2 separate regions of the Bos taurus genome follow, and region 2 is linked to region 1. The links are chromatin contacts, called in public Hi-C maps. All regions are on one chromosome and are shown on one strand. Each heading gives the region's core, a stretch centred on a gene start, on an enhancer-like site or on the middle of the called end of the contact. The rest is flanking DNA. Distances are from core to core; before and after follow the strand shown. Region 1 overlaps ITGB5 (integrin subunit beta 5). Region 2 holds the start of ITGB5 (integrin subunit beta 5).

Region 1 (2,700 bases), core at 9-2,508:
CGCTGTCAGCTGGGGCCGGCTGGGCAGTGACCATCCCTAAAGCCACAAGCTCAGTGGGAGCTCAACTGAGCTCAACTGTCTCCCTCATTGTCCTGCCTTCACTTACATCCTTCTCTGAGGATCAGAATGGAACCACGTCCTTCCTGGGAAGCCTGGAGCCCCTGAGCTGGGTGCAAACAGAAGTCAGCTCAGGAGAGACCTCACCAAGCCTCACACAGGCCCCACACGTCCACAAGGATGCTGCAGAGGCTCTTACCTCCTCCTGAGTGTCCTCCACTCCACTGCCCCATCCCAGCCAGTCACAAAGGCCCGTGCAAGCTGAGTTCGCCAGGCTGCCCTTCTCAGAAGCAACAGGAGCCCCACACAACGAGAGCCCTCCAGAGAGGGAGAAGCTATTCAATTAAGATGTCACATGAACAGAAAAAAGGGCCGTCTCTCCGCCCCTCTGATCTCCCCATCTGTTTGCTGTTACCTGAAATTCATCCCACGAGTTTCACAATAATCACCGCCAGCTTTGAACCTGATTAAGCAAGTTTAAAAAAATACCACCTCAGAAGAGGCAGCTGTTAGTTACTTTAATTTGATTAAGTACTAGTCAACCAAGTGGAATGAGAATCCCCAGTCCTCTTGAAAAGTGACAGTGTAATTCAGATTTGGTTAAAATCACACATACACGCACGGGAGAAAAGACTGAGATGTCGTCCACAAAAAGGATAAGAGTTGTTGCCTCTGTGTGCTGTGATTGTAAAAGATTTTTACTTTCCTTCTGATCTCTTTTTCATTTTTCCCATGTGCTACTTTTGCAATTAGAAAACTTGTTAAAAATGAATAAAGTACCATTTGGAAATCTCTATTAAGTCAACAAAGATTGATTACAAAGGTAAATAGCACCTCCACTCTTCCTTTCCAACAAACACGTTACTAATTACCTGTCCAAACAGATAACAGTAAAGTTTTCCAGAGGCCACCAGGCATGTGCTCCTTGCAGGTGCTCCAGTGGCCACACAGCAGCAGGTCCTTTTGCAGCTCACTCTCACCTGAGTGCTTCCACAGCCCAGCAACAATGGGCCCTCGGTTTGAGAGAGCTTGGCAGAGCAAAGGTCCAGAGCACCCTCAGCTCCTGCTCCATTATCTGTGTTAACAGGAGGCAGTGAGGACCTGGCCAAATCACCAAAAGAAAGGAAGGGGATCACACACTGGGTCAGAATCTCGTCAGGTCTCTGAACAGCTGTCCCCAGAGCCTCCAGCAGGGGGCAGCAGGGCACTGTGAGCAACAGCCATCAGCGTCACCGAGGAAATAGCCCGAACTTCCACATCAGGTGGAAGCCTGGAGCAATTCATTCTTTCTGTCCCTGGCTCAAGAATGCTGTGCCCTTACAGAGCCACCTGGTAGAAAATTAGACTTTGAACAAGTTAACCATGTCATCAGGAAACCCACAATCAAAAGAGAAATCCAACGTTTCTTCTGAAATCATATTTTTCTCAGTTTGGAAAAGTCACAAGACCATCCTGTGTCTATTTTGTATATTTACCTACATTTGGCTTTATTCCAAAAAGGATTGAAGGCAGTTTCACCAAGCCGCAAGGTCTCTGTTTCATCCTAATTACACAGGACAAAGGAAACACGAATCTGTTCATATTTTCCCCAGGTCATAAATACGGCTGTTTATTAATAGACATTTGTCTTAGCATTTGCTGAAATGAAGTAAAGGGAATTTGGTCCAAGGCTGAGAACAGATGAATCTGGAATGAAAGCCCAATAGCCTTGAAGTGATGCCAGCAGCAGCTAAGTGATTAGTGAAAGAGATGTTACAAAAAGGAGCAGGTACCTTGCTTGTGAGGCCTGCTCTTTGTACCAGCTTGTCATTAGTTACACTTAATGACACCTAGGAAAGCCCCATCCCTTCTCCAGCGATCAGTTTCCTTGTCTATAAACAGGGGATAGGATCAGATAATTTGACTCAGATATGGAAAGAGAGAGGCCTTAAAGGGCCCTGCAGGAAGGACAGCCGACAGGAAACTTGTTATAATGTGTAAGAAGTCACTTTATGTGGAAGCCACATCTTGACCCTTCTTCATCTGCACAATTCGCAGCCTAACACCTGGGACACGGGAAAGAAGCCAAAGAGGTGATCATCACAGTTTAGAACCTAAGGAAAAGCTGGGAGTGTCCAAAGACATCTGCTCAGCCCTCCCTGGAGTGCCTCCCTGCCCCCGCCAAATGCCCGGAGTACTGCATGGAGCTCTGTGTGATGAGCCCTGGTCTGGAGTATTGGACTGGCTTGTGTGGTGTCCCTGCTGGGGACTTCAGAAAGGTAAGTGCATGTCATGAAGAGTGTCAGACACAAAATCTTTTGGTTTTAATCTTTACTTTCAATCCCAAACAATCTCTTTCCTTTTCATTACAAAAGTACTAGATGAACGTGGACAGAAAAAAGCTGACCTCTGCAAACTACATGCCTCCAACAGGAATCTCGATCCCGTCACCAACACCCACGTGCGAGGCAGAGACAACAGGCAGGTAATTCTCGGGAATCAGAACTATACATAAATGCACGATCATTTTATTTCATACAAACATGATCAACATGAGCGAAGCCAGACTGGATTTTACACACTCTTGACACTCCCAAGAGCCCTCTCGTGGGGCCAGATCTGAGGCCCAGCCCTCCCGGAAGGAGGATGTGGCCCGCGTCTCAG
Region 2 (2,700 bases), core at 192-2,691, 120 kb after region 1:
TGTATGACACAGGCTATATCCCTCTCTTTGCCCTTCCCTGGGGACCCATGAGCAATGGGCACTGGGTGCCAGATGGGTGTCTGGAAACCAGTGATCCACTCCAAGCTCTGGACTGATGAAAGAAACCTGTTACACTAATAAGTCTGAAATATCGCCTAAAAAAGTTTTTGTCTGTCTAGACCTCTCCTCTCTCTCAGACAGCAACCTTCACTGCCTTCATGTATATGAAACTCTGCAGGGGACCGTCCTCCCCTCCCTCTTGGCCAGACACAAGGTTCGGAACAGCAATCAAGAATTTTAGGCTTGAAAGTGAGCGGAGAACCTCAACACAATTATCTCCTACCGGAAAAGAGAAAGTCTGGAGCTTCCTGCTTTTAGAGGGGACGGGGTGGGGGTAGCTCCTTCTGCCTGGCAACCCCAGCGGCAACACAGCATCCTTCCTCAGCAGTCTCCCAACTCTGAAAACTTAAAGCAGGTAACTGAGGGTCCTCACACAGACGCCAGCCCAGAGCAGGATCGCGCGAGTGCAACTGCACATCCCCTGCTCCAGAATCCTTCAGAATCAGGGGGAGTACGCTGCACGGGGTGTTTGTAAACTCCGACATAAAGCCAGGCAGAAGGAAGTAGATCGCGAGATCCTAGGTGGGGTTTGGTCCCCAGGTGGGGCTGTGGTTTCGGACGCGGGTCTCCCCTCGGGTATGCGGGAGCTTGGGGGAGGAAGGGGTGTTTACATCTTTAAAGAAAGGCGGCTGGCCTAGGTGGGGTGAAACTATAGGATTCGCCAGGAGACCCTGGGCATCCACGCTTGCAAGAGTCTAGCCCTCGAAAGTAGCCGTGAACCCCACGCTTTGGCTCCGGGTCACGCGCCTCCAGTTACCCCGCGCTCCCCGCGATCGGGGCACCGGCTGCATCACCCGGCGCCTCCCAGCAGCCCGGCCGCCCCGGGCCGGCCACAAGGGCCGCTTTGTGCCGGGAGTTGCAGAGCCCGGATCCCGACGCGGGGCTGGCGGCGGCCCTCCCCGCGCACTGGGAGCGGGCGCTCGCGGGCTAGGTCAGCAGACGGGCAGGGCTGTTTACACAGGAAGGCTCCTCCTCGCCCGGGAGGGGACCAGGGGCCGACGACAGCCCAGCGGGGCTGCGGCGGGCCGCGCACGGGGTGGCGCACGCAGTCTGAAAGCCCCCTACCCGGTCGTTCCGGGCGGCTCGCCACCTGGGGGTGTCCCCGAGGACGCCTCCCACCTTCAAACAACTGCCCTGGCCCCTGCCCCTCCAAGACGCCGGCGGGCGGCTCGGGGGGCCACGAAGTTTCTTTCTGCACAGCGGACGGCGTAGCTTACCTGGGAGCCGGGGCACGAGCGCGCAAAGCCCGAGGAGGCAGGAGAACAGGAGCGCGGGGGCCCGCGGCATGGTGGGGCGCCCGGCTCAGCGGCTGCGCGGGCGGCGGACTCCGCGGGGGCGTGCGGCCGGGGAGCGGGGGCGGAGGGCCGGGGGCCTCGGCCGGACGGGAGGCGGGGGCGGCTGCTCTGGCCCGCGCCCCGCCGCCACCATCCCTCCCGCAGCGCTCGCCGCCGAGTCCCGGGGCCGCCGCTGCGCCGGCTCGCCGGCCGGGACGCCCGGGGTGTCGCCGCTCGGGACGGCCCCGGCGGGCGGTCTGGTCAGAGGCGGGACAGCAGGCTCCGCGCTGCGGCCGCGACTCTGGCTCCGGGACGCGTCCCGGGCGGAGGCTCCCCCGCGCGCCGGCAAACTCTTGCCAGTCGCCTCCACCCCTTCCCTTCCTTTCCTCGCTCCGGCCCGCCGGGCTCCACTTTCCTCCTCTCCTCACTCCTCCCCTTCTCTCCCCTTCCCGGCCCCCGCCCGGCTGCCACACGGTCCGCTGACGGCAAGGCGGGGCGGGCCGAGCTCCGCCCCTCGCGGGGACCGGCCCGAAACGGGAGGCCGGGGGCATCCAGGTGGAAGTCGCTTCCGGCGCACCTGGAGGCCGGAATGGGGGTCTAAATCCCGGGGTGGGGTCTGCCGGGCTTTCCTAGCAGCGTGGACCTGCGGGAAGGCGGCAGGGCACGCTCCATCCGAGAGCAGAGATTACTTGGGATTGCTGAATTTAAGGGGGCGGGGGGAATCGTGCAGCGGCAGTCTGGTCTACCTTCCCAAAGCAGCGCTCGCCCGAGAGACGAAGGCACCGTGCGTGTTAACGCGAGGAGAGTCGCTCCATGGGGAACGTGGGGCGTGGAAGCACACCTGAAACACACTGTCCTCTCTTTAAAGTTTTGCCCCTTACGCGGATTTGAGATTGGTCGATATGTCGCTATTATGCGTTTTTCTTATCTCGATACGCTGGCGGTTTCCATAAAGCGAAACAAATTAAAAACAGATGCTCAACCTTTCACCTTATTCTTTATATCTGAGAGCTGGTTCTAAAATTGACTGTAAGGGATGGGGTGGGGAGCTTCTAACAGCATGTGTAAAGGACCAGGTGGGCTTGGGCTGCGCCACGTTGAGGGGGTTAAGACCGGAATGGTTTGTAGGCCAGAGAAGAAGAGGTGGTCTTCACGTAGAAGGAGATAACAGTAGAGCAGCCTAACACGTAGAGCAGAAAGAGCCCATGGCTAGCCAGACACTGAAATGTAAATACCCTGTTAACTCTTGAAATCCTCTCCCACAACCCTACTGTTAACCAGGTGAGAAAACTGAGGCAAAGGGATT

Evidence for each region. A called contact is a pair of places that touch in the nucleus more often than the background predicts.
Region 2: a Hi-C map of liver shows a contact between it and region 1, with 2.7 times the contacts expected there. The contact joins the promoter of ITGB5 here to the enhancer-like site in region 1. A contact is called at or near these places in 4 of 11 Hi-C or Micro-C datasets (blastocyst, liver, skeletal muscle and 1 more).

The regions. Positions count from the first base shown.
Region 1 is chr1:69,194,348-69,197,047 of ARS-UCD2.0, forward strand. It overlaps ITGB5 (integrin subunit beta 5), which reads right to left. Exons shown (of 15, transcript NM_174679.2): 15 at 2,543-2,700. Among named protein-coding and RNA genes, the nearest start is that of UMPS, 68 kb to the left of the region's middle. Within about 2 kb of position 1,259, at least 5 of the 102 cell types and tissues checked have an H3K27ac peak or open chromatin away from gene starts, as enhancers often do. A contact at or near this core is called in liver, where this site is marked.
Region 2 is chr1:69,310,676-69,313,375 of ARS-UCD2.0, forward strand. ITGB5 (integrin subunit beta 5) reads right to left here and starts at 1,442. Exons shown (of 15, transcript NM_174679.2): 1 at 1,338-1,442. The coding sequence starts at 1,407.